Regions from separate parts of the Mus musculus genome. Here regions 2 and 3 are each linked to region 1. Evidence: chromatin contacts called from public HiChIP or PLAC-seq and promoter capture Hi-C data. All regions are on one chromosome and are shown on one strand. Each heading gives the region's core, a stretch centred on a gene start, on an enhancer-like site or on the middle of the called end of the contact. The rest is flanking DNA. Distances are from core to core; before and after follow the strand shown.

Region 1 (4,272 bases), core at 62-2,561:
AGAGCACATTGATCTTTGACTTGGCAGGAGAAAGTCGTGTGTGTGTGTGTGTGTGTGTGTGTGTGTGTGTGTGTGTGTGTGTTGGGGGGGGGGTGCTGCCACCTTTTGTTGGAGAGTCATGCCTCTGAGTCCAGTCTCTGTTCTGTCAGCTTCTATCAGTCTCCGGGCATCTCCACCAGACCTCCAGTCTTCCCAGGCTCCCCCCCTCGAGGCTGGCTTGGACTTTCTGTCCAACGTGCCCTGGACAAGTCTCCTTACATGGGTACCCTGGAGTCTGGTTGGGACGCACCCTTATCGTGTGAGTGGCCAGCCAAGTGCAACCCTTCGTCCAGACCACGGCAATCTTCCAGAGTTGGGCGTGGTACCGGGCTCAGCTTAGGGGTCCGGGCTCAGCTTAGGGGTCCGGGCTCAGCTTAGGGGTCCGGGCTCAGCTTAGGGGTCCGGGCTCAGCTTAGGGGTCCTCTGGTGAACATGCAAAGGTCAGGGCTGCGTCGCCGATGCCCAGGAAACTAACAAAAGTCAAGAGAGCCTAGAGAAACTCGAAATAAGCCCGGCCTTAATAAGGGCTGACTTCCCTGCTACCACCACCTAGATGCCAAGGGCTCCCACGAGGCAAGATAACTAGTTAGGGAGAACACTTCAACTTTAATCCAACCAGGTAGTGCCCCATGCAGAGGCCACTCACCTGGGCAACAGCTAGGGGAACGCGGGCTCGAGGCAAGCAAGAGCGCTCTTACCAGAGAAATCGGTGAGCGCGGAGGTCTCTTTGGAGCACACTAGGACCGTGCAGTAGAACAGGCGCAGAAGCTGCCCCGGAGGCTCTACCTGCCTGCGGAGGCCCTGATTCTGCGCCGATTGGGGCGCGGGTGGTGGACGCGGGTGTCCTGGCAGGAGCATGATGCGCGGCGCGGCTGGGCGCGGGCGCTGGCGCTGGGATCGCAGGCAAGGAGGACCGCGTCACATGGCGGGGCGAGTCTGTAGCCACCAGCTCCCGGCCCCCTGCCGCCTCCTTGTCCAGGCTGCTGGAGCTTCTTAGGCGGTCGCCGCCGGGTCCGGGATCCCCAGCCAAGGGGAGGGGGCGGAGACCCGGGGCGGGGCGAGGATCCCAGGGAGGCCGAGGCGTAGTTTCTTCAGAAGAAATCTTCCTGGCTCCATGAACCTAGGGAGCCAGCCTAGGGAGTTTAGGGGGTGTCACCTCGTGCTCCGGAGCTTGGCCGAGGCCGATCGGGGGCGCCGAGCCCAAAGCGGAGAGCGTCTCCAGCAGCGACCCGATGCTGCGCAGCTTGAGCGCTTTCCACGCCGGTGTCTCTAGGCGGGGTGATGGTCAAGAGCTGCTGGCTCAGCTTGCGCTGGCTCGGCGCCAACCTCACCCAGGCCGGTGGAGCAGCGCGGCTGGTGCCCGTCCGTGACGCACTTTAGAACCAAGGCAGCAGCGTACAGCCCTGGCTAGAGGGGAGCGGAGATCGTGGGAAGGGGGGTGGGAGGTGAGGTCCCGGAGATAGAGACATTACCGTCTCTGCCACCTTCAGCGCTTGTTGTTCAGCCACCAAGCACGCAGTACGTCTGATCGCACTGAATGGGAGACTGGGTCCTCAACTTTCTGCCCACCATAGAAATCTGCCTAGGCTCTAGCAGTCCGGACCTGAGGGAGCTGGTAGTCTCAAACCAGTCACGAGGCTCCGAGCCAGGTTCCTTTTGCTCGGATGGAGCTTCCTGTGGGTGCTAGTTGACAGCAGCCCTCGGGGATCTGAAACTGGGCTGGAATAAACAGCGGCTGAGCGCTTATAATTGAGCTTTGTTTTAAAATGGGCCACGGCATCTATATGACCCTGTTGACTACGTGCGGTGTCTACGCATTTGGACACCCGTAGACCAATAGATCGGTGATGACACCAGGGACGATGAGCGGGAGTCCAGAGCTGCGGGGCCAGGTGCTAGGCACTCGAGAGACCCCAGACCTAAGAACAGCGCAGGCGTCCAGGCCCCGCGGCGCCGGTGGGAAGGAGGAGGGCCCGGCGGGCGGGCGGGCGCTCGGCACAAAGTGTTCCCCATCCACCGCCGGGAGGGCTTGCCAAGTTCACCCAGCGCGCCTGACGCGGAAACGTAGATAATGAGGCCCAAGGGCGGGTCTAGGCTTCCAGCCCCGCCCTGCTCTGGGAGCAGAGCTCAGAGTGCGGAGGCCAGGCCAGCAGAACAAGAGGACACTCTGCCTCCCTGTGGCACTGTCTCAGAGCTGGACCACTAGATTCTAGGAGGATGACAGCCACACATCCTTCGGGGGGCTAGGTCGCCCAAATTGAGATCCTGAGGGTGGGAAGAAAATGCTAAATACTGGTGTTTGTATGGAGAGACCCAGTTTGCATAGCCTTGGGCTGGAGAGATGGCTCAGCGGTTAATAGAACTTGCTGCTTTTCCAGAGGACACTAGTTCAGATTCCAGCACCCAGCGCTGGCAGCTTGCAACCACCCTGAATCTCTCTCAGGGGACCCACGAACTCGAACTCTACTCTGCCCCCCCCCCCACACACACACAATCTTTTTTAAAAACACAGCCTCAATAATCATGGGATATAAGTTTAATATGAACGTCTTATGTTGGGTAAACTAAGGCTGGAAGAGTAGGTAAGGTTGCTCAATTCACAAAGACCACTGGAGAAAGAGTGTGCAGACCTCGGGTCCCTCCTATTCGTCTATCTTATCCCCTCATCTAGATCTAGATTGGCTACCAGTGTGTGTCAGGTTCTTTGGCAGGGCATGAAGATGCGGGCCCAGTAAGGGAACCGTGCTCCCTGAGGGATGGGGGCAGGCAGCATTGTGCTGTTGGGGCTGTAGAAGCTTCCAGATGTCTCTGACACTGTGAGTGCATCTCCATGCGTCCATATTGTCAGGCTGTGACCAGGTGATGCAGGAGATGTGTGTGAAACAGCCTGAGACACACAGAAGGTATTCGGTCCACGGGAGTCATCACTATACCAGGGAAGACAAGACCTTGGACCAACCACACCAAGTGAATGAATCCTCACAAAAGACAAGGAGCTTAAAGAGCACAGGAGAGTGAGAGGCAGGCTGGGGGCGGGGAGTGTAGACATTAGGGAAATGTTTATCATTAGACAGATGGAAAAGACAGGAAGAGTTGACTACAACATTCGAGCCAACAAGACCAGTGATCTGGAGGTGTGTGATCTTGGAAAGAGAAACCTGAGCTGAAGAGATGCTCAGTGGTTAAGAGCATTGACTGTTTTTGCAGTGGACCTGAGTTCAGTTCCCAGCACCCACATCTGGCAGCTCACAACTGCTTATAACTGCAGGGAATTGGATATCTCTCTGTTTCCTCACTCACATGCATACACATACATGTACACATTAATAATAATAATAATAATAACAATAATAATAATAATGAAAAAGGAAGAAAGAGGGACCTGAAGGTTAAACTCTGAGAGGAGCATGCTTCCACAGAAGAATGGGAAGTCTAAGGTGTCTGGAGCAGAGAAGTCGGCACAAAAGATGGAAGTCTCCTGCCTCAGAGACTCTGACAGGCCCCAACTCAGGTTCTGAAGGCTTAGCTAAGCAAGTGCATGTCTATCTGATGGGAATGTATGTGGGGTACACGTGTGGGCATGCACATGGAGGCCAGAGGACAACTTGGTGGGGGGGGGGAGGGTCATTCCCCAGGTACCGTCCACTTGTTTTTCTTTTTGAAACAGGGTCTCTCACTGCCCTGGAACTTTCGGAGAAGGCTAGGCTTGCTGGCCAGTAAGCCCCGAGACCTACATGTCTTTATCTGTAATCCCTCTGTTTGGGGATTACAAGCTATCTACCTTGCCCTGGTTTTTATTGCATGCACTCTGGGGACCAAACTCACTCATTCATGCTATGGGCTGAATCATCTTTTCAGACTTTAATGAGCACCTCGGTGTCAAACTGTCAAAGGTTTGTGAATAGAGAAGTGGGGTGGTCAGACATCTGATGGTAGAAACATTATTGTTGATAAGACCTAGGGATTGACTCAATGGCATTTGCTTAGACTCTTCAGGTCTCTGGGTTTGATTCCCCAATACTGGGTGGCAGGGGAGGGAGCCCTGTGGCAGATGAGCACAGAGGTACTGGAGGCATCAATGGCCCAGCACCGGCTGAGGCAGGAGGATTGCAAGTGTGAGTCAGCATAAGAACATAGTGATGTCATACCTCAGATAAAAGGGGGATCTTCATAAAGAATGCACCCCGGAGAACCAGAATTAGTGACTGAAGCAGATACTTGCACACCAGGATT
Region 2 (3,963 bases), core at 1,174-3,673, 480 kb after region 1:
GTGAAGCCATCTTGAGATGGTGAACAATACATAATACATAATACAATATAAGTATAAGGATGGCAGTCCTGAAATATTTGAGTGACTGAATTAATTCTAGACACCACCTACCTACCTTTGGACTTTTTTTTTTTACTGTGTAAAGAAAAATAAATCTGTTACATGCAACTGAAACCATTCCTGGGATGTATCTCTATATATATATCATATATATGTGTGTGTGTGTGTGTGTGTGTGTGTCATCCTTAGCATACATAGTATATATAATATTCCAAGAATATATATATATATGTATACACACATATATGTTTAGCTACAAAAGTACTAAAAATACACCCACACCCGGAAAGGGGGAAAGTTGCTCGAAAGCTAAGCTTGAGTTCCATGCCTGCTTTTCAGCCGAGCCTCCAAACCCCAGCTGGTCCAATTTCAGCTCCTCAGTTGAGCACTGACTCACCAGCTCTCTAAGACACTGTGCTCAGAAGTGTGGCCTCTGGGCCGGAACAAATGTACGACAGAGCCATGCTGCTGTCTTTTAACGATGTACTCAGCCAGCTCTGGGAGAAAGGGTCGACCCTGAGTATCTGAACGGCTTAATGGCTCCAAACTCAACACAAATGGGGTGCTGAGCAGTTGCTTAGCCTCCTGAGGAAGGGATTTCTGGGTTGGCATCTGTGAGATCAGCTAAGAAACCTTACCGAGTGTCGTAGCATAGTCTGAGAAAGAAAGAAGAGTTGGGCATGAAGCAATTTACGCACAAGCCCTATTGAAGTATTTAGGGGCGGGAGGACCCAAGCCCTCACAGTTATACAGAATTGTTAGAGAGTCTAGATAATCAAGTTATATTTTTGAGCAATAACAGAATACTTATTCCTTCCAATTTGCATGTGGCAAAATAAAAATAACCAAAACAATGGGTATAAAAATAAACGTTGAGGCCAGGGAAATACAATTTTAAATACAAAAACTAATCCATTTCTATGCGGCCGACTGGTATTTTCCAAGACTGTCAAGATCATTCAATAGGAAAAGAATGTTTTTAATAGACGGCAATCGGTGAACCAGTTTCACACGCAAGAAAGAGCCAAGTTCAGCCTTCACGTCACACCACAGAAATAGTAACTCAAAATGATCGGCGGCCTAAATCTATGGCCTTAGATTTGGCAACAGATTCTTCGATGTGACACAAAAAGCACAGACCTCAAAAGAAAGAACAGGTGAGCGTGGCTTGATCAAAGTCAGAATGTTTGTCCGTAAAAGAACCTTGTGAAAAAAGTAAAAGACAAGACCACCAACATAACAAAAGAAAATGCATCTGATGTGACTTTAATATCAAGGGCACATGATAGCCAGTAGGCCCCCAGACCTTAGCACAACTGACTCCATGATGGAAGTGCCATTCTGGCCGTAAACTCAGCACCACCTGCCAAAAGTAAAACAAAAATCTAATCTGTCAAAGCCGGGGAAAGTCCCTAAAAGTACTAACCTTGCTTTTTGGCTTCTGTACCTCTGCTTTCTGTTAACTGAAGTACGTCAACCCGGAATATGGTTTGTGGGCTTAAAAGTCCCTCTGAGAAAGGCTCAGGGCGACCCTGGGATCCCAAACGCCCAGTGTAGTTAGTCACTGGCGGCTCGTATCAACTTTCTGTCTGCTCAAACCCATGTCCAGGTAGCCTTCACTGGCAGATGCCCTGCAACAACACAAACACAAACAACAAAGAACTCAGATTTTTTCAAATGGGTGTGGCACGGAACAGACATCTGCCCAAAGGAGCTACACGAATAACCAAAGAGCCCACAGAAAGATTGCAATATTATTGTTATTCAGGCAGTAGATACGAAAACCATAATGCAATGTCACTTCACATGCAGTAAGATGGCCACAATTTATCTAAAGTGTAAACTAACAAGGGGAACACAGTGAAATGAATGTCATGAGCTGGGGGTGGGGGTGGGGCAATGATTCAGCATGACCCCTCCATGCAATGAGGAGGTTGCAGAAAATGCAGTATGCATGAAGCTGCTGACATAGCATGGCGTGCTGTCTCTGTTGCTTAATTTTTGTCAGCTTGACACAAACTATAGTCACCTGGGAAGAGAGACCTCACTTAAGAAAATGCCTCTAGGACTGGAGAGGTGCCTCAGAGGTTAAGAGCGCTGTCTGCTCTCTCAGAGGTCCTGAGTTCAATTCCCAGCAACCATAAGGTGGCTCACAACCATCTGTAATGGGATCTAATGCCCTCTTCTGGTGCGTCTCAAGACAGCTGCTGTGTATTCATGTGAAATAAATTAATAAATCTTAAAAAGAGAAAGAAAAAAGAAAGTGCCTCTGTCAGATTGGCCTATAGGCAAGTCTATGGGGGCATTTTCATGATTAATGATTGGTGTGGGAGGGCCCGGCCCACTGTGGGCGGTGCCGCCCCCAGAGCTGGTGGCTACCGCCATGGATTGTATAAGAAAGCAATCTGAGTAAGACATGGAGAGAAAGCCAGTAAGTGTAAAGGGCTGCAATCTACGTGCCGCCACTAGATGGTGCTAAACCTCATTGTGCGCAGCTGCGTGAGCACAGCCAGCCAAAGTCACCAGTCCATCTCCGAGGCTTTTGCCCAACCCCTGGGGGCTTTAACCTATCCCCAGGGTGCATGAGGATCATGGGTGTTGCTACCAGTCCTAGTTTAGACACGTCACCAAAAGTATTTAAGCCACACACTTTCTGAGCTTTCTTTGTCTACCTCAATATGATATAGAAGTAAAAGTTAACCGTGGAAGAATCTGGTGTGTCCTGTGTTTATTTCCCGCGGGACGGGGATAAGCTCGGGATACTTGGTGCTGAAACCCGGGAAAAAACGCCTTAACAACGCAGGCACCTAGAGGAGACCCTCCGACCAACCGGAGCAGATTTCAGAACCACGGTGGATTTTGGAATTCCGAGAGCATGCTGAATCCTTGTAAGTAACTCTGATCCTTCTTAATCCCTCCCCTTAACTGGAAGGTGGCACTAAAAGCCTTTTGTTCTCATGCTGGCTGTGTTAACCCTATTTCTCCTGGTTTGATCCTGCACTCACCAGAAGTGGCGCTGAAAGAAAAAGTTTTGAATGCTGTGAAGCACAGTCAGACGGACGTATATAAGCCGCAGTGCTCGTCTCATATTTAAGCCTCTCGTAGATAAGGGAGCAGTATGGGAAATTCACATTCTGTAACTACAGCTCTACACTCTGTTTTAAAACAGCGAGAGATAAAAGTTTCTACAAGAACCTTAGAAACGTTCATTAAGGAAATAGAACGTATATCACCTTGGTACGCGTGTTCAGGGTCGTTAACTCTTTCCTCTTGGGAGAAATTAAGGGAAGACTTAGCTAAGGAACAACAGAATGGGAAATTAAAGGCAGGGACCATGCCATTATGGAAACTGGTGAGATCGTGTCTGGAGGATGAGAGATGCCGTCCAGCAATAATAACAGGGCAGGCAATATTAGAAGAAGCACAGGACAGCATGGCAGAAACGGAATGGTGTGAAAGGTTAGGAGCTCCAAAAAAGGAAAATGTGCACAAAGTAAAAAGCCCTTCCAGAGACCTTGAGTCAGAGGAAGTGAAAAATTTGAGGATAAGTCCTCAGGGAGAGAAAAAGGAAAAGGAGAAAGTTCAGAAAAGGAAAAGCCTTTATCCGGTAAAGGAACTAGAGGCTTTAAAGCTTGATAGTTTAAAAGCAGATGAGCTTAGCTCCTCTGAGGAAGAGGAGTCGCATTATGAGGCAGCTCATTATAAAAAAGAAAGATACCATCCAGAGGAAAGGCGAGTGAAGAAATCAGAGAAAAAATTAAAAGTTACTGGAGACACAGAACAGGCCACCTCTGGGCCTTCTAGTCTCAATACACCTCCACCTTATGTGGAGAAATTTTATTCTGATTCTTTTCTTTCAAAGGAGGAAAAGAAAAAATTATATCAGGCATTTCCTGTCTTTGA
Region 3 (4,162 bases), core at 1,628-4,127, 500 kb after region 1:
TAGCCTCATTTCTCTCCCCACCTCCTTCCATCCTTCATCCTCCACACCCTCGGTCTGTAACTCTGAAGGAACCTCAAGTCCTCACATTTATTCCCAGCATCCCGTGGTGTGCGCCTAGGCCCCACGGCTCCTCTCTGGGGCTTCTCCCCACCTGGGGCCTCTTCTTGTCCCGACAATCCGGCATACAGAGCCAGTACCCTTTAGAACACGATGCTCTCTTCTGGCTGCTGCACAAACGCTCTCGGTCACTCCAGCTTTTATCAGTTTCATCAGGCGTAAGCAGCTCCTAGAGCCCCGGGCTCTCAGTTCCTCTCCGTTTCTTTCTCATTCACTCTTTATCCTTTCTACCGTTTCCTTCTCTGAGTTTACTTATTTTAGTTGGAGTTTTTTGTTGGTTTGTTTTTATTTTTGGTTTTTGGTTTCTTGTTTGTTTAGTTTCGGTGTTTTTATTTCTTGAAAGACTATCTTGCTATGTAAGCCAGGCTGGCCTGGTACTTATTATGTAGCCCAGGCTGTCCTGGAACTCACTATGTAGCCCAGGCTGGCCTTGGAATTCACAGCCTCCTCCCACCTCAGCCTTCTGAATGTCAGGGTTACAGGCTTGAAGCTATCACTCGCAGCCGTATTTATTTTAAAACCCATCCTGCATCCAACGGTATTAGTAAGAACTGTGTGAACTATCCCAAAGGAAGCATGAGAGGAGCTTCCACACAGTAAGCCAAGCTTCAGAGAGCTGACACACCCTGACGTTTCTACACTTGCTCCCTTGAAATCTTTTCAGGGTTATCCCCGCTTCCTAAGTGACATGGTGCCGCAGTTGCTGGAGTCAGAAGCTTCCGTTACTTGGACCACTCTGTATTTATTTTGCTATGGCTCGTTTCCCTTGCGTGACAGTTTATTTGAGTTGTAATTTACAAACTAAACAAGTCTCCCACTTTAGTTACACGTGTAGACAGCCATACATAAATGAGAGGATTTTGCTAGATGGCTCTTAGTGCAATTTGTACTGCAATAACAGAACCCTGGAGTCTGGATAATGTGCAGCAAATGCAAATGTAATTAGTGCATTTCTGGAGTCTACAAGGTCCAGGATGGAAGGACTTGTATTCGATGCCATCATGAGAAGGGGAAGACATCACACAGAGGAGGGGAAAGGAACAACAGAGACATCAAGCTTAATCGGCAGACTCCAGCATTCTGTAACAGGCAGTGGTCTGTTCACGAGGGTCACGTCCTTGTCACTGACACCTCCTGTAAGTCTTCCCTTCCCAGTACTGTCACATCAGAGGATATGGTTCCCACACATCCTTTTGTGATGCATTCGGGGCACAGTGGGATCTATTCAGAAGAGCAATGTTCTGCTTCTCCTGAGACAGAGCCTGTTCCTGGGGCCTGGGTCTTGTTTGCTGCTGGGTGCAATCTGTTAGGTGCCATATATTCCCATCCGTAGCATCCAGCCCACAGAGTCCCCATCTCCATGTTCAATCCCAAGCCTCTCTTTTTGACCAGCCTAGGCCTCTTTAGGACTGTCACATTCTACATAGGGGGGGCATAGACATCCGTGTGGAAGGTTAATGGATACATCACAATAATGGTAGCATCTGCCTGCTATGGCTACTGTCACAATGTATCAGAGCAGGTGGCTTAACAGAAATTTATTTCAGTCCTGAATGCTGCAACCCTGGGACCCAAAGGTGTGAGCAGGCCAGATTCATGTCGAAGCTTTCATAAGGTCAGGGGGTGGGATCCTCAATTCTTATAAGAGGAGGAAGGAACCGTAGTTCTCTCTCTGGTGTGAAGGCACGGCGATAAGATTCCAGGAAGCCAGGAGAGACCCTTGGGAACCAAATCAGCAGGCTTCTTGACTTTCCTTCAAGCTGGAGAATTGTCCCTTACATAGTCTCTATCTGACCCACTCTGAAGCAGACCCTCTACCTTACCGTCAATGCCACTGGGCCACCCTGGATCCTCCCCAATGCATGGCATCTCTGCACTGTTGTCTCTAGGCAGCTCCTCTTCGCAGGACTTCTAACTTGACTTTGAAGACTGCTCACAGAATAAGTGTTTCACTGCCTGAGAAACACCCTATCCCAGTGTTCTCTCAGGGACACCATTGTGTAAACCACCTTTCCCAATCTTCCCCTTCATCCCGAGTCCTGGTCAGCTTATTCCATCCCAAAGAGATGGAGCCTCCGCTGGAGGCTTGAGAACAGCGCTCGCTGCCCTCCTCTGTGCAAATGCAGAGCTCGTTCTTTGGATTATTTTCTGGTTGTGTATTTACCATTCCCACAAGCTTTCTTCTAAAATGTTGATAATATGTTGTTTTCAAGTAGGCGCCACTCTAATGGCTTATATTAGTTTAAACACACGTTAAAATGAAATAGAAATGTGATCCACCTGTGACTCTGGTGTCTCATTTTAAGATTTAGCTGTTGCCCTCCTCTGAACCAGGTAACCCTATTGTGTCAATAAAGAGAATGCAAAGCAACCGGAATTTTCTCACCTGGGTAGCTGACGTTTCTACAAGCTTTGCCCAGCCCTCCCTCCCACTCGACCTGCAAAGGAGTCTGAGAGTCGCAGAAACCAGAGGGCACAGAGCTGAGTGCTTACTTCCTTGGTATTAAGGAGCTTAGAGACAGGGAAGGAGTGGACCTGGGTGACATTGCAACCAGGAACTGGAGGAGAAAGCAGACAGTACCTATGTGTCACATAATTGTACTGCCCTGTACCGCAACTGCAGGCTGCATGGAGCCATCTAAATTTTTAATTTGTATAAAACTTAAACTGTGGTTTCTTGTTGGCACTAGTCATATCTGAAGCACACAAGGATGCCTGTGGCTTCTGTAGACAGTGGAAACAGAGAACAGTTCCATGATGACAGAAACGTCTACCGGGCAGGTCCAACCCATAACTGACTAATGCCTACCATGACTATCGAGATGTATTCTGATCTTCGAACGAGTGTTAGGGAAATACAGACTGCTGAGTGTGTGAGAGGAAAACAACATTTTAAGATATCATTAGGAGGTTTTCCATCCACTCAAATGAAAGAAGACCATGAAGGACAGAGAGAAGAAAGCAAAAATAACCAGATAGCTCTGTCGACACTAAGGAGGCTCCCTCCAACCAAGAGGACTCGCTACTTCTAAAGCAAAAGAAAACCAATGGCCAGAGGCCAATTGTCTCAAGTCTGCTGGGAGGGAGCTCAGCTTCAGAGGTTTCTTTCATGGTTCATCCAGCGTTTGGCTCCAGTGATTTCAGGCCATGGTAGAGCGAACATGCCCACCTTGCAGTGCCTATAAAGCAAAGGGAGAGATGAGAAGGCACCAGACGCAATCATACTCTTCAGCCACATGTTGCTGTGACCTAGCTCCTCTAGACAGACCCTGCCTCCCAGTCTCTACCACTTCCTAACAAATTCATCAGCAGATTGATCATTTGCTAACTAGGTCACATCCCTCAGAGTCCAGTGACTTCACAAAGGCCCATCACCTGCCAAATAAGCCTTAGTACAGGAGCCTAACAGGAATAGCTCATATTGAAGGTGACTGGGGACACTCTCCATAGCTAAAGGACACAGTGCATGTGCCTAGAGGTGTCAGGAGAGAGGCCCCAAGCTGTCTTTCTGAAGACTGTATAGTGTTCTGGTTTTGCCAGGTGTCATTCTCTAGCTTCTATATACCCACAAGTACACCACTCATATGCACGCATGCATGCATACATGTGGGCACACACACACACAAAGATAAATGGTACTTGATATCTTGTGACCACCTATCACCTGATCTATGGTGTTACATATATGTATATTTTAAAAAAGGACACATGAGCAATGTATGTAAAAGGTATCTATGACTATTTCACAGAGAGAAGATGCAACAACCTTTCAACAAGACTGTGGCTTGTGTGTTTGGAAGATGGTCCTGCAGCCCTGGGGTTGGTTTGGAACCAAGTCACACACATGATGGGCACTGTGGTTCCTTTGGCTCTAGCGAGACGCTTGTGCTGAAATCTGCAGGAACTGCTATTTCAAAGAAGTCTGAAGAAGCAAGGGCTGGTAGAAGTACAGAAATAGGGTTTAACACGTTCAAGGTGTCGCTAAGTGGCTAATAATATCTGAGGGGGGGCCGGGAGGGGGGCATGCTGCCTGCTCCTGAGGCTT

The links. Promoter capture Hi-C pulls out the DNA fragments that hold promoters and counts their contacts. HiChIP or PLAC-seq counts read pairs in DNA pulled down with a chosen protein or histone mark.
Region 2: an H3K4me3 HiChIP or PLAC-seq map of embryonic basal ganglia shows a contact between it and region 1, with 5 times the contacts expected there. The contact joins the enhancer-like site here to the promoter of Eva1c in region 1. A contact is called at or near these places in 5 of 39 promoter capture datasets (cranial neural crest, embryonic stem cells, frontonasal cranial neural crest and 1 more), 5 of 115 datasets of contacts at active chromatin or transcription factors (embryonic basal ganglia, embryonic forebrain, embryonic midbrain and 1 more) and 1 of 9 other capture datasets (embryonic stem cells).
Region 3: a promoter capture Hi-C map of stem cell-derived epiblast-like cells shows a contact between it and region 1, with 5 times the contacts expected there. The contact joins the enhancer-like site here to the promoter of Eva1c in region 1. A contact is called at or near these places in 17 of 39 promoter capture datasets (3T3-L1-derived adipocytes, the C10 cell line, HPC-7-derived erythroid cells and 11 more), 12 of 115 datasets of contacts at active chromatin or transcription factors (VIP interneurons, astrocytes, bone marrow-derived macrophages and 5 more) and 2 of 9 other capture datasets (adipose tissue and embryonic stem cells).

What each region holds. Positions count from the first base shown.
Region 1 is chr16:90,827,898-90,832,169 of GRCm38.p6, reverse strand. It overlaps Eva1c (eva-1 homolog C (C. elegans)), which reads right to left and starts at 1,311. Exons shown (of 8, transcript NM_001199210.2): 1 at 738-1,311. The coding sequence starts at 897.
Region 2 is chr16:90,348,406-90,352,368 of GRCm38.p6, reverse strand. No RefSeq gene overlaps it. Among named protein-coding and RNA genes, the nearest start is that of Hunk, 36 kb to the left of the region's middle. Within about 2 kb of position 2,423, at least 76 of the 459 cell types and tissues checked have an H3K27ac peak or open chromatin away from gene starts, as enhancers often do. A contact at or near this core is called in embryonic basal ganglia, where this site is marked.
Region 3 is chr16:90,329,891-90,334,052 of GRCm38.p6, reverse strand. No RefSeq gene overlaps it. Among named protein-coding and RNA genes, the nearest start is that of Scaf4, 47 kb to the right of the region's middle. Within about 2 kb of position 2,877, at least 8 of the 459 cell types and tissues checked have an H3K27ac peak or open chromatin away from gene starts, as enhancers often do.